2 separate regions of the Anas platyrhynchos genome follow, and region 1 is linked to region 2. Evidence: chromatin contacts called from public Hi-C data. All regions are on one chromosome and are shown on one strand. Each heading gives the region's core, a stretch centred on a gene start, on an enhancer-like site or on the middle of the called end of the contact. The rest is flanking DNA. Distances are from core to core; before and after follow the strand shown.

What was found. A called contact is a pair of places that touch in the nucleus more often than the background predicts.
Region 1: a contact with region 2 is called in a Hi-C map of liver, with 2.6 times the contacts expected there. The contact joins the enhancer-like site here to the promoter of PLXNB2 in region 2. A contact is called at or near these places in 2 of 8 Hi-C or Micro-C datasets (liver and skeletal muscle).

The regions. Positions count from the first base shown.
Region 1 is chr1:21,764,413-21,767,112 of IASCAAS_PekinDuck_T2T, forward strand. No RefSeq gene overlaps it. Among named protein-coding and RNA genes, the nearest start is that of PLXNB2, 61 kb to the left of the region's middle. Within about 2 kb of position 1,324, at least 2 of the 8 cell types and tissues checked have an H3K27ac peak or open chromatin away from gene starts, as enhancers often do.
Region 2 is chr1:21,703,835-21,706,534 of IASCAAS_PekinDuck_T2T, forward strand. It overlaps PLXNB2 (plexin B2), which reads right to left and starts at 1,276. Exons shown (of 38, transcript XM_038173392.2): 1 at 1,147-1,276.

The sequences.
Region 1 (2,700 bases), core at 74-2,573, 61 kb after region 2:
GTCTGTAAACTCAGGTGGTCATGATGGGCTTACTGCACTCCTGCTGTATTCAGATGTCTAGGAAATGGATTTTAGGGTTGTAACTCTCCTCTGGCTGTTCTACAGATCCAAATATGCCCAAGGAGTAGGCACTGCTGCAGATCAAAGACATAGAGGAGTTGCAAGGTACATTGTTCTTTTGGTAGAACATCCATGAAGCCATGCTCACCCTGTATAGCTGCCTTCAACTGAGGTTTAAACCCTTGGTATTTACTGAGTCCTACAAAAGTAGCTTTACCTTACTGATGCCAGAAAGTGCAATTTCAGCTAGCATGATTATAGCTCAGAAAGCAAAGGCCAGACTCAGTCTGAAATAAGTCAGAAGAGTTATGTCTACTGTCACCTAAATGAATTTGGCCTCAAATACTCAAAGAAAGTATTACACAAAGAGCCAGAGTGGATCATATGCTCATTACGCATGGCTTCCATTATATAGTAGGCATATTTCCTTCAGGTACTCTTATACACAAGCTGTGGATGCTCAGTTTTTTGGCAGCATAACTACTTGGAAATGTCCCATGCTGTTTGATAAGCCCCAGATGGTAACCAGATGGCTACATATAACTCTTTGGAAGTGCTGCTGCAGACTAGGAGTAAGAAACCCAAGTAAGTCTACAAACATCTCCCTCTCTTTCCCATAACTTCTATTAATAAGGAGTAAAGATTACCATAGTGTATCCCCATTGATAAATGATGGTAGATGATGTGGGTTTTGCAGATCATTCTCCTATTTCATGAGAAACAAAAACACTGACCCAGACTCCGGGCATTTCCTATGGTGACTTGTTTGGTATACCCTACTTTGTCAAACTGGAGACAGTTTTAAACTTGAAATTGCTGTCAAAATCCAGAATATTATTCTATCTTCATGCTTTCTAAGACTTTAGTAATATAGCAAACTCTGCTTCATTTACTCCCTTTCTAAGAGCTCTCCTTTAGACCAACTTAGGAGACATCCATTTTTAAGGGGAAAGGTACACTCTCATGTGCTAATCTCCTAACAGATGATATGCAGGCAAGTAACACGCAGGCAAACCCAGTTTTTGGAAATCTTGGCTCTGACATCAATGCTTAGCTCTCAAGAGGATTTCTGTACAAAGGCTTACCCAAGCTCCAGAGATGCAAACAGAGGACTAACCATCTTGATGTTTGTTAGTTGCATCTCTTCCTAAACCAGAATTACAAAAGAGTAACATTTGTTCTACAGTACTTTTCCAGACACTGTGTGTTTACGGTAAGAAAGAGAAGTTACAGGACAGTGATGATTCACACCACCATGGTATTTTCCAGCCACATGCAAAGACAAGGTAATGATTCAACTGCTTCTTCCAGTCACGCACCAGGAACTTATAGTAGAATTTGAGCCAAGTTTTTTTTTTTTTTTTTTCACTTCTCATATCCATTGGCTGCCCGTAGTCATCTCTCAGTCACCACACTCCTCTCTAAACATAACAAAAAGGCCTCTTATTAGGCAGAAAGGCTGAAATATGGTTTAGCATAACCTGTAATACCAGACATCTTTCTCCCTCTCTCACACATTGTTTTAGTTTGCAGTCAAGGGAAACATGCTGATGGAAGATTTAGAGATATAAATGAGGCCTGGAGTATTTACACATTGCTACTTTAATATTGCTACATTGTCACAAAAAGTTAACACACCTCATTTTCTAGTTGTGTGGAAATACTGTGTTTTTATAGGAATTTCTTTTGGGAAGTTCTTTGTAAGAATTTGTTTGGCTCCAGATGGATATCTTCTCACCATATTAGTATTTCCCAGTGTTGGTCACCAATTTACTGTGAACTTTTGTTTTACCTTTGTTTAGAGCCTATTATACAATCATTACTTCTGTATTATAAAACACCATAAAATAACTTCCCAATTGATACCTGACACAAACGTTCAAACATAATCTGAATTTAATAGTATTAAAGCTTCTCAGCATCAAACTCTATTGCTCCATGAGACAAAAATCAAATTATTTTCAGCTCTATAGACAAAGGATACATTATGTTGGTTTGTAGTTAAACACATCAGACATTTATTAGGGACAAAAACAATTACATGAGATATTGCACGTGCATTGACAGAAGGACGTACGTGTATGCATGCATGAAGGAGATACAAGGCAGAGAGGCAAAAGGATAGAAGGGGGACATCTGTGATGGGTAATAGATTAAAATACAGGAAAAAAAGCTGCCACTCAGAATGAGAACCAAGATTTTGCTTTAAATATCATAGCTGTCATTTTGATGGTAGAAGAACCCATTGCAGTTACATTCATAGAAGCTTTAGTCTTCACTAGGAGTTCACCAAGATTTAGTCGAATGCTATTATTTTTATGATTTGGTGTTTTGAAACTGTTTATTCTGTCAATGAATTTCTGTCAAAAAGTGCATTACTCTGTCAATACTCTATTGTTAATATTGCATGTTTTAATGATTTCTAACCTGTCTTGAATATTTGTTCTCTGGGTGTTTCTCATTGCCATACATGAGAAAATTTGGATTTTTATGTGGTTTAAACTGTTCAGACTTATTAAGAACACAACAGAATCAAGAACAGGGAAAATCCAAAACAGCTTTGGGAAGTCCCTACAGAAGCATTTGTTTCCTGCTTTCATACTGCCATCTTGAGTACATATATTAAAACTACAGCTACTA
Region 2 (2,700 bases), core at 26-2,525:
TCACTCTTGAATGAATTACCTATTGAGAGTTCCCTCTGGTGTTCACTAAGTTAATCATCACATTCAAGGTAACAGCGTTAGCTACAAAAGCACCAAGTTCCCCCACGAGCAAGTTTTTCTTTGGATGGCGGTAGGGACAGGACCGCAGCCTCGCAACTCACCGACAACAAAGAGATTTCCACGAGATTTCAGAGCCTCAAGAAACTTGCAGCTCGCTCTGCGTTCACCCCAGCAGCCGGCTAACCCCAAAAGGACCCGAACCGGGGCCGCTCCCTCCCCTCCCCGGGTGGCGCCGAGGCTGCGCCAGCCTCCCGTGGGGAGACAGCCGCAAGTCACAGGTACAGCCCATCGCGACACGGAAAAAAAATAAAAAAAAAAAAAAAAGGAAGGCAGAGGTGTTCAGCGGTGCCGAATAACTAAGCTTTGAGTCACCCATGTTCCAAGCTCGCATTTCCATTCTCCCGCACGGAACGCGAGCGAAGCACCCCGTATGTAATTAACAGCTCGGAAAGAAAAGTTTAAAGCTGCCTGAGCGAAGAGACGGGAGGAAAAACCCCAAACAGCTCGGAGCCGGCGGGGAGCGGGGCCAGCGCTGGCCGCGCCCGGAGCGGGGGAACCGGGGCCGAGCTGCGGGGGCTCGGGGGGCGCCGCGGCCCCTGCAAGGACCGCGCTCAAAGTGCGGAGCCCCGAAAGCGAAGCCAGCCGGGGGGCGAGGAGCAGCGCAACCCCCCCGTGCCGTGCCGAGCCGTGCCGTACCGTGCCGGTCCCTCCGCCCTGCCCGATACCCCGCGATCCCGGGGAGAAGGGGAGAAGGAGGAGGAGCTCGCCCCCCGCTACCCCCAGGGCAGGGGAAGGGGCTGCGTTACCTTCAACAGGTGCAGGCAGGGGGGAGCCCCGCGGAGCCCCGGAGCTGCCCGAGCGGCCGGCTGCCCGCAGCCCGGGGCTGGGCGGAGGCGCTACGGCAGCCCCCGGCGGCCGCCCGCTGCTCCCCGCGGGCCCCACCTCGGGGAGAGGAAGGAGGGGAGGCAGGGAAAGAGGAGAGAAAGAGCCCCGAGAGGGATCGAGCGGCCGTCACATGGCGCTGCCGATCCGCCAGCCGGAGCCTACGCCGGGGAGCCGGAGAAAAGCTGCGAGGAGGGGACACACCTGTAGGCGCAGCACATATCCGCTGTGAGCACAATGCGAGACAGGAAACTGAAAAGGAACAGCCCAGGAAAGGAGAGAGGCTCCCGTCCCTCCCTCTTTCCCTCCCTCCCTCCCTCCGTCCTCCTCCTCCTCCTCCTCCTCCTCCTGCTCTCTCCACCCCCTGCCCCCGGTCAGGATCCGCTTGCAGCGCTGTCTCCTGCCGGGAGCAGCAGGCAGAGGGCCGGGCGGAGGAACCAGCCGCACTTTCTCTCTCCCTTTCTCTTCCCCGGCTCTGTATTGTGTTGCCCGCCAGCCAGGCAGAGCCCAGGGGGCTCCCCTCACGGGGGAACCGGGGTCGGGCCGGGGGCTCCGCTCCAGCCCCCGGGATGCGAGCCGCGGGCTGCCCTTGGGAATCGCTGGCCGGGATCGGAGAGCGGGGGAGACCCCGGCTGTGCCCAGCCTGGAGGCCCGGGGATGCCCGGCACGGCCCCGGGGGGGGTCGAGGAAGCACCCCCCGAAGGGGTCGGGAAGGGGAAGATCGCCACCCCTCGTCCCCTCAGCGGGGATGCAGCTGCTGTGGGGCTCGGGGTTCCCCTCTCCCGAGCGCTCCTGTCGTTGTGGGGCCCAAAATATGTCCCCACCACCCCCGGCAACATCTGGAGTGAACTTAGAGTACTTCGGGGTTTACCCCTCTCTGGTCAATCTGTGCGCGGTCGCGCTTTCTGAAGGTCTGTCTCTTCCCCCTCTGGGGCTCTCCACCAAAACCCCAAATTTCTCCCTTCCTCCCCCAGAAACACCCAAACGGGAGCCCGCTCCTTGTGCACAAACAGGGAGTCGCATTCCTGCAGCATCAGGGGCTTCCCTGCGCCCAGACACCAAATTTGCCTTGACTATATATCCCTATAACATAGAGATGATCTATTAAAAAGAGGGATGGATTAGCAGAATGGCTCACGTAAGCTTTAGGCAAGTTGTTTAGGCTTGGTAGGTGACTTTCCATCAGTCAAACGTGGACAGGCAACGTTGCAAGGAGCAGTTAATTAGCTGCTGTTGGCACTTTGAGTGCAGCTTCATTAAATGCTGCGTGCATTGGGCTTCTTGCTGAAATAACAGGAGAGGGCTGGTCAGAGCCGTGCTTCTCAAATGGCACCTGGGAAGCTGCTGAGAAACTGTCACTGGATCTCGGAGCAGTAACAAATAGGAAATAAATAAAAACCAGCTCCAAAACCTGTGCAGGAGTAGGAAGTGGCAGGCTGTTGGAGGAGATATTAAACTGGCGCTCGGCCACAACTGTGCAAAGTGCAGCCACGGTGTTTGCAGCGGGGTGGGACCATTGTGGTGTTGTGTGGGCTGGCTGGGTCCCATCCCCTCTTCCTGAAAAGCTCCAGCAGGTCTCGTCCCTGCCTGTTTGCCTCTTGCCTGCTCCATACGTGAGCGGGCTGAGTCGCCACAAGATGAGGAAGACCAACTCTAGCATCGTTGTGGAGTGTCTCAGATCTGCATGCCCTCCCCCTCCCCCCCCCCCCGTACCTCTTCATTTGCTGGAAGAAGGAAAGGGGATCTGAAGAGGAGGGA